Regions from separate parts of the Sus scrofa genome. Here region 1 is linked to region 2. The links are chromatin contacts, called in public HiChIP or PLAC-seq maps. All regions are on one chromosome and are shown on one strand. The core of a region is the stretch at or near the end of the contact, and the rest is flanking DNA. Distances in the headings are between cores, read along the strand shown.

What was found. HiChIP or PLAC-seq counts read pairs in DNA pulled down with a chosen protein or histone mark.
Region 1: a contact with region 2 is called in an H3K27ac HiChIP or PLAC-seq map of alveolar macrophages. The contact joins the promoter of ARL14EPL here to the promoter of LVRN in region 2. A contact is called at or near these places in 1 of 47 Hi-C or Micro-C datasets (embryonic fibroblasts) and 2 of 2 datasets of contacts at active chromatin or transcription factors (alveolar macrophages and skeletal muscle).

Annotation. Positions count from the first base shown.
Region 1 is chr2:120,191,923-120,197,509 of Sscrofa11.1, reverse strand. ARL14EPL (ARL14 effector protein-like) reads right to left here and starts at 2,587. Exons shown (of 4, transcript XM_013995047.2): 1 at 689-2,587. It overlaps LVRN (aminopeptidase Q), which reads right to left. Exons shown (of 19, transcript XM_013995045.2): 19 at 3,782-5,147. The coding sequence ends at 5,075.
Region 2 is chr2:120,115,600-120,121,690 of Sscrofa11.1, reverse strand. It overlaps LVRN (aminopeptidase Q), which reads right to left and starts at 4,107. Exons shown (of 19, transcript XM_013995045.2): 1 at 3,234-4,107. The coding sequence starts at 3,931.

The sequences.
Region 1 (5,587 bases), core at 1,338-3,837, 77 kb before region 2:
GCATAACTAAAATGACCTGAGTTGGTTATTACGCCATTATCCTTCAGTTTCAAATCCACATTTTTGTTCTCAGCTGTGTGGTGTTGGGACTGAGCCTCTCTACAAACCACATTTCGATTTTGCAAGTTCTGCCAACAGGGGGCGCTGAGGGTCAAGGGAAGACTGGAGGAGGAGAAAAGGAGCTTACACTTCCCTGTTTGCCTCTCGTTTCTACCAGCAGCACTTCAGCCCTTCCTCTTGTCAGTAGCTGTTGGATTCCAATTTTCAGAATGCCCACCCCTATCCCTATCCACAGCCCCCTGGGCCAGCCCAATTTGTCCCCTGAGCAAAACCAGCACCAGCTTCCCAGAGCCCAACCTCCACCCCCCGCCATTGGTGTCCCACAAAGGTGAGACACAACTGGAGAAGTTCTCTCCAAGTAGTGAGGGGTCTAAGCCCCACAGTGGCCTTCCCAGCCACAGAGTCCTGCACTGGGAAGGCAACCCCCTGTGACATTTGGCTTTGAAGGCCAGTGGCACTTACTTTTAGGGAGAGCCGGAAGAGGAATAGTTTCCCCTCTTAAAGGGCCCACACAAAATCTCACTCCCTGGGACCCATGGCAGAAACAGTCATTTGAAACGTAACCGTGTCAGACCACTTGCTGATCTTGGAGAGCCTCTTGGAGAGGCAGGGGGAGATTGGGACTCACCCAGGAGACACAGAAGCTGAAGGAGCCATTTGTGGGAGCTCATCCAACCACGAGGACACTGGTGGTGGTAAAAACGACATTTCAGAATCCTCCCTTCAGGGCGGGGACCTGGCCCCACCCACCAGCCAGCCAGCACCAGACCTGGAATGCCCCAGGCCAAGCACCTAGCTGGGGAGGGACACAGCCCCACCCATTAGCAGGCAGCCTGCTGAAGGCTCTTCTGAACCTTGGCCATGCCGGACACAGCCCCACCCATCAGATGGCTGGCACCAGCCCCTGGGACTCTTGTGACAAATGCACCCATCAGAGGGGCCTTAGTCCCTCCCACCTGTGAGCAAATACCAACTTTAGGACTCCTGGGGCCCCACAGCTAGAGACCCCAGGACTGGATCTGCCTACCATTGGGCCAGCATTAGCCCTGGGATCTGGCCTCAACCACCAAAGGGCAGAAACCAGCCTAGGGACCTTCTGCCCACAGCCGTGCACACAAATGGGCAGACACAAGCCCTGGGACCACTGAGGTCCCACAGCCAGCTGTGTCAAGACCTGGCCTATCCACCAGCAGGCTAGCACCGTTCCATGATATTTTGGGCCCCAGACTTGCCTGACAGCATAATGACACCAGTTCTGGGACACCCCAGACCCTGCAACCACAGCCCCACCCACCAGCAGGCTGAACAGGCTCCAGGAACACTGACTTAGCAGCCAGCCACCCTGAGATCTGGACCCACCCACCAGTGGGTCAGTACTAGCTCTAGGATCCCCCTGGGCTTGGAAGCTAGCAGCCTTATGGCCCAGCCTTGCCCACCAGTGAGCAGTCACCAACACTGGGACTCCCCTGGCCATGTAGCCAGCCATGTCAAGACCCAGCCCCAACCCACCAGGGCCAGAAACCCCCATACAAGGCAGGGCCTGACAACCAACCAGACTGGGGGCCAGCCATGCTTACCACTGCAGCCTGGGTAGTCAGCCTGCCACAACAGAAGGATCAGGCAGCCCACATAGAGAGCATCTAGAGCATATAGCCCTGGTGACCAGAGGTGAATGAGCTTCTGGGGCCCATAGGATATATACTGCATAAAGCCACTTCTTCAAGATCAGGAAACATAACCAACATTCCAAATACATAAAAATAAAAACATTGAATTAGGCTGTTTTCTGAGCCTTCGTATTTGGAATATGTTCCAAATGAAGGAAAAAGATAAAACCCCAGAGGAAGAACTAAAAGAAGTGGAGATACACAATGTAACTGACAAAGAGTTGAAAGTAATAATCATAATGATACTCAAACACTCAGGAGAAGAATGGATGAACACAATGAGGAGTTTAACAAAGAGTTAGAAAATGTAGAGAAGAAGCAAACAGCTGAGGAATACAATAACTGAAATAAAAAAAATACTAGGAAGAATCAACAATAGATTAGATGTACAAAGGAATGGTTCAGCAAACACAGAGTAGTGGAAGTCACTCAAGCTGAAGAGAACAAAAGAAAAAATCATTTTAAAAAATGAGGACAGTTTAAGAGATCTTTGGGACAACATCAAGCATACCAACATTCACATTATAGGGGTCCCAGAAGGAGAGAGAGAGAGAAAGGAGAAGTGGACACATGTGAAAATATAACAGCTAAAAGAAGGAAACAGATATACAGGTCCAGGAAGCACAAGGGGTTCCAAATAGGTCAACCCAAAGAGGACCACACCAAGACACACCGTAATTAAAAAGACAAAAATTAAAGCTAAAGAAATAATAGCAGGCGTTCCCCGGTGATACAGTGGGTTAAGGATCTGGCCTTGTCACTGTTGTGGCCCAGTAACTTCCTCATACTGTGCACACAGCCAAAAAAAGAAAAAGAGAAAAGAAAAGAAAAAGAAAGAATATTAAAAGCAGCAAGAGAAAAGCAACACATTACAAGCAAGGGAACTCCCATAAGGCTATCAGCTGACTTTTCAGCAGTTACTCTGCAGACCAGAAGGAAGTGTCATAATATATTTAATTTGATGGAGAGTACTCAAAAAATTAAAAATAGAACTACCATATGGTTGAGTAATTCCACTCTTGAGTATTTATCCAAAGAAAATAAAAACACTAATTAGAAAAGACATATGCATCCCTATGTTTATTGCAGCATTATTTACAATGGCCAAGATATGGAAGCCACCTAAGTGCCCATTATTGGATGATTAGATAAAAAATATGTGGTGTATACAAATACAATGAATACTAGCCACAAAAAATTAAATTTTGCATTTTGCAACAAGATAGATGGACCTAGAGGGTATTATGCTAAGTGAAATCAGTCACAGAAAGACAAATAATGTATGAGTTCACTTATATGTGGAATCCAAAAAATAAGACAAATGAACAAACATAACAAAATAGAAACACAGTCATAGATACAGAGAATAAACAAGTGGTTGCCAGAGGGAAGGGGGTTATGGGGAAGAGAATAGTGGGTGAGGGAGATTAAGAAGTGCAAACTTCCAGCTACAAAATAAAGGCCACAAGTATGAAATGTACAGTATGGGGAATACAGTCAATAGTTCTGAATAGCTTTGTATGGTGACAAATTACAACTCGACCTATCATGCTTATCATTTTGAAATGTATATAAATCATGAATCACTATACCGTGTACCAGGAACTCACATCATATTGTATGTAGGTCAACTATACTTCAAAAACAAAGACACAAAACTCATAGTTGGAAGAGAGAAAAAGAGGAGGAGAAAGCAGTGAGATGATACATGACAGGATTATTGAAAGATAAGATTGGAGAAAATAGAGGAAATATGAAGCTGATATTTAAGAAAATTTAGGAAGATGTTACACGTGTAACAATTTTATGGCTTAACTTTTAAGTTGCTAAATTTAAAGAAAAAACTCTCTGACCTATGATGTATGGTCAAGTCTGTGCAGAGTGTACTTCGGTTTGTCCTCATGGCCAAGTCCTATAGCCTCCTGTTCCCACTCCGGGAGTATCTTCTTGTGAAGTGAATAAGAAAGTGAACCTTTGTCTTGCATTTCAATTTGAGGCTGCATTAACTTACACAAGAAATTGGAAAAAAAAAAAACACCTTAGATCACACTATCTTCAGTCTATATAGCATATTTAAAGGCTTTTAATTGACATATTCTTTAATCTTTATAACATCACTTTGAGGTAGATAGGAGATCTGTACTTTTACCCCATTCTATTCAAATTCAAAATTAAAAAACAAAATCAAAATTAAAACAAGAATTAAATGGTATACACACAAAGTCTAGAGTAAGATGATTTGCCTTAGCAGTCCTGATTACATCAGGTGTGACAAAACTAAGCTGCTTCCATATATTCTGACTGATGAAAATGTTTAAAGTTGACCAAACGACACACAGATTCAATTTGGTCAAATGAAGCCACATTTCAAACAGAATCCCCTGAGTGTAAAGCTGGAAAGATTATTGTCTGGTTAATCTTTTAGTCCCATTTCTCTTTATTTGACCATTTCCCTTTGTGCTGGAGATTAGCCCATAATTGCTATGGTCTGTTGACATCACTGTATCTGCTTCTAAACTTTGGCTGAAAAAGTGTCCATCCCACAGGTGAATTACACAGTCAAGAGCCTCCAAGCAGAGCCTTGCTTTCCATCCGGCCTCCACAACAGCAAGCCTAAAGGCACTTCGTGGATCCTGTGATCCCAGGTCTCTTTGTGAAACCATAAAGTTCAGTAGCCAGAAAAGTGGTGTGATGCAGTAGGCACTGGGGAGAGAAATGAGCAGGAAAAGACACATTTCTTGCCTTTGGAGCATTTAACATGGCTCATAAAATTGTGTCTTCTTTTTCAGACTTGCATTTCTTCGCTTTTTCTGTCTTCTAGTAAATATTATTTCTCTGGTTCCTGTTTCTCTACTCTCTTGTGTCATCTGCTCATTACTCTTTTGAATACTGAACCAAACAAACCCTAGAGTATTACAAATCTGTATTTCCCTCAGAAAATAGTGTTCATTTAGCCAATGATGTCATATTCCACTGGCCTTCACAACAGAATAAGCAAGACGTTCTAAGGTAAATTTGCTTTTACAAGGCATTTAGAGTAAATTATGTGGTTTCAGCCCAACATGAAGTAAAATCTTCCCCAGAAATACACACTGTTGGCAAAATCCTCAGCAATCACTGAGCCTGAGGGCCAAACATGACAACCCGGGAGGAACAGAACGCTGAGAAGAATGTGACTGAAATACAAATAACAAAACGTGTGGTTTTCCAGACTCATGGGAAGACAAAACTGTGACTACATTACAACATGCAAGAGGAAGGCTGAAAGTCGCCACTAAATTATGTGTTTTTTTGTAGCCACACAGCTATCCTGGCACTTCGCTTTTTGTTTTTGAGATTTTCGTTCTTTATTGTCTGCAATTTGGCATGAACTGTGAGTCGCTGGTGCTCCTCCAACATGTTACTGCAAAACTGCTGCAGCTGAAAGCACAAAGAGAGGATCAGTCAGTGAAGTGAAACTTATTAGACCCAACAAGACAGAGTTCATGTTTGGTAGTGACATGATTGTGCAAAGGACTGATGATGACTGGAATGAGCAGAAACATGTGCCCCTATGTTGTTTGTTCCTGAGGAGACCATGACTGGGAAAATGTGATGAAGCCCCGTGACCTGAAGAATCAGATATAGAAACTCTGCCTATTTTATTCATCACTCTATTCCCCAAGCACACAGTAGATGCTCAATAAGATTTATTGAATGCATGTCAGAAATTATACAAGATTTGTGGAGAGAGATACAGTGAGACTTTTTCTTATCTCAAAAGAAGCCTGGCAACGTCCATACCTCAAAACTGGTACACGATATCTGTGTCTTTACAAATGTTATCCTTTATGAATATTTATCGTCGGAGTTCCTCTCAT
Region 2 (6,091 bases), core at 2,858-5,357:
TGGAATCTCCACGTTTAATAAGCTCCTCTGGTGTTTCTGATACATGTTAAAGTGTGAACTACTACTCCAACACTGGATTTTCCAAACTAGAGATGGCGGAAGATTTTTGGTCACCCTCAGATACACTATAATATAGATCAGACTCACAAGTGACAATGTCAATCCTTTCATTTGTATGATTTATTCCGATGAGGTCAAGAGAAAGTACTGGTTTGGCATATTTATTTATCTCGAACACCTAATTCTAATTTCCCTTTTAAACAAAAAGAGAGAGCAGTTTTCAGATTCAAAGCCTTCAGGTCCTTCAGCAGACAATAATCACAGGTAGAACTTATTAACAATGTTTTGTTTTCATTATATTAGTCTGTGCCATTACTTTCTACAAATTGTATTTTTCCCTCTAATGGTAAAGAGTTGCTTTTCAATAAGTCTACTTAACATTTTTGTTTAAATCAAGTAACAGTTTTTTTGTTGTCTTTATAGGGCCACAGCTATAGCATATGGAAGTTCCCAGTCTAGGGGTCAAATTGGAGCTGCAGCTATCGGCCCATGCCGCAGCCACAGCCACGCCAGATCCAAACTGCATCTGCAAACTACACCACAGCTCATGGGAACACCGGATCCTTAATCCACTGAGCAAGGCCAGGGATCAAACCTGAGTCCTCACGAATGCTAGTCAGGTTTGTTACTGATGAGCCACAAATGGGAACTCCCTCAAGGAACATTTTTAAGCAAATAACATGGCCAGAGATATGTGAATATAGCAAAATCTAAAAACAGTCATATTCCAACAAATTAAGTTAGGGCGATACTGCTTGGATCTTGGTCTCAACTTTCTACACATGGAAGAAGCACATGTCCAAGGCATCTAGTAGATGGCTCCTATTTGGAAGAAATGTGAAGTCATCTGTCAAGTAGAGAAAGGCTGAGAACAGGTGGAAAATATCCCAAGCAACCTCTAAAGCTAGAAAATCATAACCTAAATCTTAGAAGTGTGAAATAGTGATGCTCTTTGTATTTTCTGGATTGACTTTCTTGTTTCCCTTAGAGTTGAGTAAAATTATTTAAAAGCATTAGCCTGTCTGGACTGTAATAAGGGGCCATCAAAGAAGAGAGGTAGTTTCAACCACTGTAGACATCCCAAGAAAAATGTGAGGACAATAGACAGTTTCCTCTCATCTGAGAATCTTCTTAGAATCTTATCTAGCAGGAATGTGGCAGATTCCATGTTTAGATAACAGAAGGCTGCTCCTAAGAGTTAAATCTTGAGCTAATGATAGTAGCTCCCATTGCACAGGTTACATGCCAGTCACAGTGCCCCTTTCCCATTTAATTCTCATCACGTTCTAAAGGTTGACACTTGCTATATCTATTCCATGAACAAGGCAACAAACTCAGAGAGGTGACAAGATTGGCTCAAGTCACACAGCTCAAACTCCAGCCTACTGGGCTTCTAAAACCTGCATCACCATAAGTCATCATTTTATTCAGGTTCTGTGCGATCCTGGCTTCAAGTTCAGCTGAAGGTTTCTTTTCTTCCTGGTTTCAGAAGCAGAGACCATAAGAACAACTTCCAGATGACAGCTCCTCTCAGATGCCACAGTTCTAGAGTCCACCTTCTGTAGGACTTTGCTAAATTTTCTGCTCATTTGAATTTGAACACTCTCAAAATATAGTTTCTAGTTACCACTAGAATTGCAGCACAACAAAAAAAGGGAAAGGGACATTCCTTTTCTGTGTTTGTTAGGGCAGCCTGTCCTGGCCTTAGTTGCACTGAAATAGGAGGAAGGAAGAGACGAGTGAAGAGATGAAGATTTACTAACTGCCAGAAAACACTGTCAGGCAAGTGTACAAAAAGCATCCTTTTTTTTTTTCCCCTCTGAAAAATCTTCCATCCTGAACAACACACAGTTATTTCAAAAGGCTTCCAGAGCCCCAAAGTCCAGTAACACGTTATCATCATGCGCAAGTTTTCAAAATTATTTCTCAATCACTGATGCCTTTTTTTGAAAGAAAAATCAAGCACTTTGTCTTTAAAAACAAAAGCTACAGATTACACATCCACTTAGGCAGCTTATTAAACTTATTTGAAACCCTGAAGTTTCGAAAATAGTGCAGAAGAATATTTAGGGGGTAATTTAGTGGATTTCTTTCCCTCAGAGAACATCTGAGAACATTTTCTCTAATAATAAAGGGCAGAGTACATGCAGTTGTGTAAACCGCAAATGCTCCACTAGTGTGTGAGTGAAGCAGGAGCTCACCAGTCTGAAAAAAGACCATTTCCCTGGCGCTTGCCTGAGGTCAGTAATATGGTCGCAGAGCATGGAAAGAGCATTTCGTGTGGAAGACATTATCGCAAAGGAGTGTAAAAAGAACACATGTACCCTTCCTGAGCTTGCAAACTCAGAGGGGAGGTCTCTTGTCATCGCTTTTACTATTCCCCCCCACCCTCCCCACCCCAGGGCAGGAATCCTGAAACTCTGGCACAAAGCAGTTCAAAGAGCAGGGAGGGGCGCGGATGCGGGCTGCTCACCAGCAAAACGGCATGCAGGGCTCAGGCAGAGGGCAGGAGGACAGGAATGAAAAGGAAATTCCGACGTTTTGGAGAACCTTAGCAAAAAAAAAAAAAAACACTATGAAACAAACAGCCCCAACGTGGGTCTATTCCTTGTTAAGAGCAGCAGTTAGGGAGCGCCCAGTCAAAAGAGACAGAGTAGGAAAAGCGCAAAAGGGCGCTGGGGAGGAACAGCGGAGCGACTGGAGTGCTCTCGCCCCATGCTTTTGCAACTTTAATGCCAGTGCATCCCCCAGGATCTCCGTTAAAACGCACGCTGGGCGCCTAGGAAGCTGCATTTCTAACAAGCTTCCACGTATTACGGCTATTGCTGGTTCGCGGACCAAACTTTTGAGTAGCAAGGGATTTGCTCAATTATGAAGAGAACTTCTGGTGTAGCAGAGACCTTAATAGGGGCAATGAGAGAAATAAACTGGATGGGCTGCAATGGGCTGAAAACGGGCCAGAGAAAGAACTGCAGCCTTGAAGCCTTTTATTCCGAGCAGTTTCTGGAGTGAAAGGGAGGAAGAAGAAACTCACAATCTTGCGCTAGAAGAAAACGTCGCGGGTGGCTAGGTGTTTGGGGAATAGCAGGAAACGCACCTAGGAAGCCGGACCCGCAGCCTGCGCAGGGGACTTGGGGCGGGGGCCGAGGAGGTTGGGCCCGGCCTGCTCTTACCTGCGCTTACCCTGATCCGTGTAGAGGTTGAGGAAGAGTCCCTCCCTGGTGTCCTGGTACACCGGGCCGGAGAAGCTGAGTTGCAGCTCATAGCGGCTACCGGGCTGCAGGGCCTGGCCGAGCTCCAACACCATGTACTGCATATCCAGCGCAAACCACACCTCGTCCACCGGCACGCGGCCCACGGTGGCGTCTTTGGTGTCTGGGGACAGGGGACCTCGCACCTCGGCGCTTTCACAGTCCAGGAAGAGGCTATGCAGCAGCAACCTCGCTGTGGCTGCCATGCAGCGTACGGTGATGTTCACCCGGCCAGTGAAGCGCAACCCCGGCACGGAGAGCTCGTCTGGCCGCAGCAGGGGCCATAGCTCCAGCTCATAGTGCAGCGGCACGAGCCAGGGCGGCAGGCGCAGCTGGTCCCAGGGCCCCGGGGGTCGCCACTTGCGCGGGGTGGCGGCCACCTCCAGCTCCTGAGTTGGGCCGGGCTTAGGGGTTGGCGGCGGCTCCTCCGGCGCGCCAGGCTGGGAGGGCTCAGTGTCTGGAACCCCGCTGTGGTGAAGCTCCGACGGCAGGACGCGCGCGCAGTGGCCGTACAGTGCAGCGAGCACCGCCAGCGCCAGCAGGAGCGCAGCAGCCAGCCCCGCGAGGAGCAGGGCTCCCGCGCGGCTCACGTAGAAGCCAGAGCTGGAAGGGGGTCCCATGGCTGCGACCTGGGGCAGAGATGAGGCGACGGCAGCTCAGACCCCCAGCCTGGCTGCTCACTGATGGGATTCCCGCCCCTGCTCTCTTGTATGGTCCCTCCCTCCTCCTTGAGGAGCCTGGGAGACAGGAGAATGGTTGGGACCACGGCTTCCCCTCCCAGCTAATAAGATCCAGGTCCCTGCCTGCGAACCCCCGCCCCCGCCAGGACCTAGGGAAGAGGCGGACCGGCTCAACCAAGTGCGCGCCCCTTTGGGTGCGAAGAAAAATACCTCGAAGAAGAGGCTTCCAGAGTTGGCACGCGGGGAGGGGGACAGTCGAACAAAACTAATTTGGGCAACTTTGACGGGGATATTTGAATTCAAGGGTTTGGTGGGGTTCCCCGGTGCAGTTTCATGTGTTGTGGCAAAAGAGACACTGCAGTGATGACCTGCTGCCAGCACACCTGCTGGTCACCGTGCCAGGATTCCTGCGTTAAAGGGTGGGGTGGGGACTTATGGACCACAACTTTGGGGGACGTGCTCTGAAATGACCCTTTGAAGGACAGCCATGCCGTCTGAACTAATTTCCAGAGCCAAATTTTTGGCCCTAAATTTGCCTCCTGAATAAGCTCGAGACTCAAGCGGCCCAGGCAGAGAGTATGAGGCTGGAAATAAGGTCAGGGATACCCCTGACCCTTTCCAAACTTGGGATGTGGGGCTGGAAGAGGGGGCGACAAAGAGCCAGAGAGTTTGGCATCTGCGTTTCTGGGTGAAGGAAGGCGGGGGGCTGCTTTATATCGGGAAGGGACTGGGCGAAAAGCGGCCTCTTAACTGCAACTAACTACCTGGATGCGGTTTCCAGTCCTGGAGTAGGGTCTACCTCTAGGCCTCCCTTCCCAGGGAAAGGGGACATCCTGCTTTCGAAACCCGCCAATTTCAAGCAAAGAGAATGAGACACTCCGGTGGCCTGCCTTTCCACTCCGAAACTGCAGAACCTCGCGGTGAGCTCTTTGGCATCCAGGGCATCTGTTTGCTATTTACCAGATGCTCCTGGGAGAGTTCGGTGTCCTGGGAGCCCAATTCCGAGTCTGCAGGCACGCACTACAGTAAATTGGGGATGGGGTTTAAGTGCTCAGGAGGAGGAGGTGCTGGGGAAGAGGGAGGAGAGGTGGTTAAATATCTTGCTGCTGGCTGAAGATTTATTTGAGTTTTTCCCCTGTCTTTAGGCTCCTTCAATTTTTTGTTTTCTTTCTTTCTTTCCTCCTTCCTTCCTTCCTTTCTTTTTTCTTTTTCCTTCCTTCCTTCCTTTTTTTTCTGTCTGTCTTTTCTCAGAAGGAAGGGAATTTTTCTATCACAGCCATAAAACGGTGCAGTCGGCTTTTCTGCTTGGAACTGTATCTCCTCTCCAATGTGGCAACCCTTCCAACTGAGGTCAGAGGCAGCGTAAACCAAGGTGATTTGTCCTGGGATATGTGATCTTCTCCTGCTCCCAGGACTAAAATTAATCACATTTACAAAAAGACCCCCAGAACAAGACAGGGAGGAAAAAAGAGAGACTTGACACCAAACTCGAGCAGATGGTTGTGCTGTAATCTGTGGACCAGTCTCTTGATTACGGATTAGCTTTGCTTTCTTCAGAAATGGAATAATCATATTTAAAAATAATTATGACCACATGCATCACTCTCATAAGATTCTGGGAAGAGCTGAGAGAGGAGAGGCTTTTCCCATTTCCCACTGCATGACCTATCACCGGTCAGGCTGTCAGAATTGTGAGCTACTGAGCTAGTGGGGGCCTCTGGGTATAGGTCATTGTCAGATGGGGATCACCACAGATATGGAGCTAATTAATTATTGGCCTTACCACTCCCTGGACAATTTCTTGAAGGATTTTGATGGATTCCAGACTCCCAAGGTTAAAAAACAAAGAGGAAAGGAAAGTAACAGAATTACTTCAAATTCTTATTAAAGTTGTCCCTCTCTTTAAATTTAAATTAAAACCTCTACTGCAAAGTGTATTCATGGGCCCAATTATTTAATTCCATTTCTCTAATAACATTAAAGAAAAAGAGATTGGCTACCACAAAAAAAGTTTCAGAGTAATAAAATCACATCAAATGGTTGAGCAATTTAAATATCTTTTAAAGGGAAAATATAAATCATTATACCTGACGAATCACT